Linked DNA regions of Rattus norvegicus: region 2 is linked to region 1. Evidence: chromatin contacts called from public Hi-C data. All regions are on one chromosome and are shown on one strand. Each heading gives the region's core, a stretch centred on a gene start, on an enhancer-like site or on the middle of the called end of the contact. The rest is flanking DNA. Distances are from core to core; before and after follow the strand shown. Region 1 has its middle 57 kb from the start of Thy1. Region 2 holds the start of Hyou1 (hypoxia up-regulated 1).

Region 1 (2,700 bases), core at 150-2,649:
GTAAGTTCCTTACAACTGTACTAAGAGGAGAAATTCGGTTCTTCTGTCCCAATAGCCACACTTCAGATGCTCAGTGTCTATGTGTGGCTAGAGATGGTGGCGCCCAGGGGACAGTACAGATACAGAACACCACAGGAAGTTCCATTAGTCAGCGCTACCAAGGAACAAGCTTTGGAAAACATCCTCCCCCTGGATTCTTTCCCACTTTGACAAGGAGGGGGAGGAGATCTCAATGTGTCCAACTCAGGGTGTGAGGGACCAGGACATCCGGTAATGTGCATTGTTGGATGGCTAGATGCATGGCGTGCACATGTATATATGGGTGGATATACATATACAGAACATACAGAATATATGGTGGTACGTATGTTTATATGCATGTGTATATGACATATGTATGTATACAGATGTATGTATCTATGTATCTATGTATGAATATGTGTTTCTGAATTCCTGTACTCCTGAAACTCCTATCTGTGACTGCCCCGGGGGTTGGGGGCTGGGGGTTGGGGAGTTGGGGGGTTGGGGGGTTGGGGGATTGGGGGCTGGGGAGTTGGGGGGTTGGGGGCTGGGGGTTAGGGATTGGGGGGTTGGGGGCTGGGGGTGGGAGGAGCAGCGTTGCTTCTGAGCTAGTCAGTTTTGTCATCTGTACACAAATTAGAGTCACCTGGGAAGAGGGTCGCTCGCCTGAAGAACCACCTCCATTAGATTGGTCTGCGGGCATGTCTGTAAGGCGTTTTCTTAATATCTTTTTTTTTTTTTTTTTTTGGTTCTTTTTTTTCAGAGCTGGGGATCGAACCCAGGGCCTTGCGCTTCCTAGGCAAGTGCTCTACCACTGAGCTAAATCCCCAACCCCCTTAATTTCTAACTATTACAGGAGGGCCCGGACCAGTGGGAGTGGCCCTTCCCTAGAAGGGCCATATAAGCCATCGCCCCCTCTAGACCCTCATCATCTGAGGCAGTGTGGAGATGAGAGCAGTGAGCTGGCCCTGCCCCTTGCCAGCCACAGCCCCTGGGAGAGTGGGCCCTGCCTTGCTACTGGGCAGCCCAGTGGAGCTGACTCCAGAGGCATGGGTGTGGGTGTGGGTGTGGGTGAACCGGCCTGGAGGGCATGAGAGTGGGAGAGCTGACCCTGCCTCCTGCCAGAGGCTGTGTGGCCCAGCTAGTGCTGGGAACTCCCTGGTGGCTGGCGCTCGGTTAAGGGAGAGCTGCCACCCAGGCCCAGATCCAGGGCTCCATGTTGGCTCACCCTAAAATCTACATCATCTGTGAACTGCTGGGACATGTGAAAGGGCCAGCCCTGCTGATCCAAAGCTGCGGGATCTCATGTCACAGGGCAACACAGGACAACTGGGCGGAGTCGCGGTGAGGATCCAGTACTGACAGTGTGGCAGAAGCCAGCGATCTCGAACCAGACCAGTGACTCACTGCAATGAACATTCGCAAGTGAAGCTGTGTGGACAGAGGGATACACTGTGGGACACACTGACACACTGTGGGGAGATGTTTTCTATGCTTTGTTTAGTTTTTTTTGGGAGGGTGGTTGCAAGGGCAGAGGGCAGATACAGGGGGATGGGGGGGATGAGTGGGACTGGGGTGCATGATGTGAAAAAGAATAACTAAAAAGTCAAAAATAATAAACTGGTAAGTTATAGAGGAAGACTAAAAAGGAAAGGAAGATTAAAAAAGAAAGAAGGGAAGGAAGGAAGAAAAAGAAAAAAGGTGAGGGGGGAGGGGGAGGGGGAGGGGGAGGGGGGAGAGGTAGCCCAGCAAGCCAGACAGGCATGGCTGCTCCAGGTCTTTACTACTCTAGTTCCGTCTCGGCTCCCCTTTGTGATGGACTGTCATTGGGAAGTGCACGATGAAATAAACCCTTCCCCCTGCAGCTTGCTTTGGGTTAGTGTGTTTTGTTTTGTTGTTTGTTTTGTTCTGTTGTTTGCCTGTGGGCTGGCAGGTGAGCGGTCCTCTGCTCTCTGCAGATGCTGCCCTGCTCCTGGTTCTGCAGAGGAGCAGAGGTTCCGCTCATGGCCTTCACTTGAAATTGCTTGACTTTGGATGGCTGTCGGTGCATTTGGGGATGTCATGCTTGCGGGAGGGGTGTGTGTCCCTGCAGTTAATGACTGCAGGGCAGCATTAGAGACTCCAAGCTTCGGGTGGAAAAGCTAAGCGGTGTCACAGGTGGAAGTAGCCAAGGTGGCTGCCATGGAGGAGCTTTCTCTGCAGACCTGAACCCAAGAGAGGCACTGAGATACTCGGAGAAGGATGGGGGTAGAGCCTCGAGGCCAGAATCCAGTCCAGGTCGGGGAAGAAAGGAGTTGAGGCAGGCCTAGGGGAGCCCCTAGCCCTAGCAAAGCCTTCCTAGCAAGTGGGTCTGGACATCTTGGGCCTGACGCAGAGGAGGTGGGAGCTGAGCAATGCTCTGACCAGACCATCCCTGGAGGCTGCTCTGCTCTCAGGCCCAGAAGGCTTCTGGGTAACCTCGGCCTGCTTTGGCTGTCATGGAGAGAAGAGCAATGCCTAGGAGGGGAAACTCTGGGTTCACCATACATATTTATTCAGGAACCTGTTTATAAAGACACACCTACATCCACCCCATCACAAACACACCCCTAGACACACACAGGACGATGTGTACACATGCTCTCACATGCATTCACAAATGCACACACATGCAGGTGCAGGCACACGTATCTCCCTCCT
Region 2 (2,700 bases), core at 113-2,612, 370 kb before region 1:
TTCTCTGCTTCCCACAACTTTCCACCTTCTGAAGTTAAAGCAATGAAATCAGTCTGCTTTCCATGGCAAAGACAAAGAAAAAAGGCTAGATCCAGCAACCCTAAACTCAGGTAGGCACTGTGTGCTGTTTTATTCTTTTTTTTTTTTTTTTTTTTGGTTCTTTTTTTCGGAGCTGGGGACTGAACCCAGGGCCTTGCACTTCCTAAGCAAGCGCTCTACCACTGAGCTAAATCCCCAGCCCCGTGCTGTTTTATTCTTACATTTACTCTGCTTTGACACCTCTGCCAGGTACATACCACTCAGTGCCAACAGGTCTGCCAAGAGGACAGCCACCAAGGCCCAACAGAGTAGCCTCCTTGGCCTCTGCCTCCTTACTGTAGCTGCCATTGTGACCCTGGTGGAGGAGGAAAAACACTTGTAACTGGATGCTGAATGAAGAAGGAAACAGAACCACATCCCAGAGCAGACAAGCTCTAAGATTCTTATCTGTTGCACTCTTGGCTAAAAGCACAGCAGCTCGAAACCCTTCTCTTCCTTCCTGGAGAGTTTCAATCATTTTAAACATCCTCCCAGGTGTCCTACATTCGGGCCGAAGCAAAAAGGCCTTCAACCACTTATTTAGACAAAGGAGGAGGAGGTTCGACCTTTTTTCCGTCCATGTACAGGCAAGTAATTGGCACACCACAGCACTGTACCTGTCAAACACCTGGAGCATGGCTATGACCCTCGAAATTGGCTCAACTACTTTATACCTGGAGCTCCCCTGGTGGCAGGGAAAGCCAGGCTGAGCCTGGACAGGAACTGGAAGGTGATGATGTTGGGGATGGCTGGCATAAATGGGTTTGTCCCCTTTTCTGCAGCCCTGGAGCATTGTCCAGCCCACCCTCCTTGCCCATCCCAATCCTGGGCCCCGCTGCCTACGCAGACGTTGTGCAGGCTAAGGTTACTAGCCGGATGAGTGTTCACCTAAGCCTCACCTGATGAAGGTGGAAGATCCCACTCCCAGAAATGGATTCCGGCCCACCCCGAGCGCGAGGGGGCAGCTCAGCGCCTGAACTTCAAGGCCGAAGGGACCGGTGTCCGTACGGCCCTCGCTCCCGCTACTGGCCCGCCCCCGAAGCTAGCACGCTGCCTCCCCTAGGAGCCGCGGCCCGACCGCTGCTCCATCCTCACCCCTGCTCCCTCTGGCCTTCAGCTCCTGCGCCCCTCGCTCCAGGTTCAACACGGCGAGGACGTACCCACAGGGCCGGCAGCACGACCCCAACCCCAGGCCCTTCACAACTCCCCTTCGTTTGCAAACTGTTACAGTGGCCACCAACCTCTTAGCAGCGTCTCGCGTACCAGCCGGCCCCGGACGCGGCGCACGCTCATTGGCGCCTCCGCTGCCCGGCCCAGCTCTGCGCACCTGGTCCCGCCCCCGAGACCCGGCGCACGTCCCCATTGGGCCACGTAGAAGACCCGCCCCTCTCCGGCTCCGCCCCCAAGGCCGGAGCTGGGCCTGAGTACCGGTTGGGACGAAACTGCCGGTGCTGGCTGCGGATTGGCCCACGTCACGGTTCGCGGCCTGCTCCTCGCGGGACTTCTTCCAACCTTGGTGCTAGACGCTTCGATGCGGAACCTTAGCCGGGCCCCGCGTGGGAGCAGGTGCGCCCGTGGGATATGAAGTCCGCGGCCTTCTTCCGGTTACCTGGGGCATCCGCACGAAGGAATAGTACTGAGCTGCATTCGCTGCAGCGCCTACGTTTGCCCTGGGCTTGGGCATGCTATCTGAGGACCGCTGCGTTACTCGAACCTTCCGGTTTCATTGAAGAAATATATCCCATTAAAATGATGTTTGCTGATGGGCGGGAGATGAGCCGTGTTTGTGACAGAACTTGGCTTTAACTCTGAACCTCGATTTGGTACTGTCACTTTCTTTTTAGGGCTGGGAACGTAGCTCAGTGATACCGCTCTTGTCTGTTGCACTTGAGGCTCTGGATTCCATCAACAGCACTGTTCAAAAATAAAAAGGAAAGAAGTTAATATTCACGTGATATAAAAATTATAAACAGGCTGGAGGGTGGTGGCCTTTAGTCTTAGCACTTGGGAGGCAGAGGCAGGCAGATCTCTACGTGCTTCAAGCCCAGCCCGTCTACAGTGCAAGTTCCACAACTACCCAGAGAAACCCTGTCTCAAAAAACCAAACACACACACGCAAACACACGAAGGAGAGGAGGGAGGGAGGGAGGAAGGAAAAGGAAAAAAAAAAAAGAGCGCTTGCCTAGCAAGCACAAGGCCCTGGGTTCGGTCCCCAGCCCCGAAAAAAAAAAGAAAGAAAGAAAAAAAAGAGAAAAGAAACAGACCTTTGCTTAAAGTTATAAGGCAGTGTAACCACACCAGAGGAAACAAATGCAGTCTTGGAAAGATTTATTAAAAAAAAGTAAATCCCCGACACAACCCTCCACTCTCATCTATAGCATGTTAAGGTTCTTGCTCATTTTGATTTGCACACATATCTCTCTCTAGAAAAGTAACATTTTCTGAACAATAACAAAAAACCACAGTTATTTGCTATTTTTCAACCAAGAATTTTCTATTTGGTGGGATTTGCCTCCTTACGACTGTACAACATTGTGTACAACACTGCATAGTGTGGGGTTTATCTGCCATAGTGATGGGCATGTAAGTTGTCGGTCCTATCCCTTTTATGTGTGCAATGCA

Evidence for each region. A called contact is a pair of places that touch in the nucleus more often than the background predicts.
Region 2: a contact with region 1 is called in a Hi-C map of Schwann cells, with 7 times the contacts expected there. The contact joins the promoter of Hyou1 here to the enhancer-like site in region 1. A contact is called at or near these places in 2 of 12 Hi-C or Micro-C datasets (Schwann cells and mammary epithelial cells).

The regions. Positions count from the first base shown.
Region 1 is chr8:53,227,765-53,230,464 of GRCr8, reverse strand. No RefSeq gene overlaps it. Among named protein-coding and RNA genes, the nearest start is that of Thy1, 57 kb to the left of the region's middle. Within about 2 kb of position 1,399, at least 7 of the 93 cell types and tissues checked have an H3K27ac peak or open chromatin away from gene starts, as enhancers often do. A contact at or near this core is called in Schwann cells, where this site is marked.
Region 2 is chr8:53,601,544-53,604,243 of GRCr8, reverse strand. Hyou1 (hypoxia up-regulated 1) reads right to left here and starts at 1,362. Exons shown (of 26, transcript NM_001034028.1): 1 at 1,320-1,362; 2 at 297-394. The coding sequence starts at 387.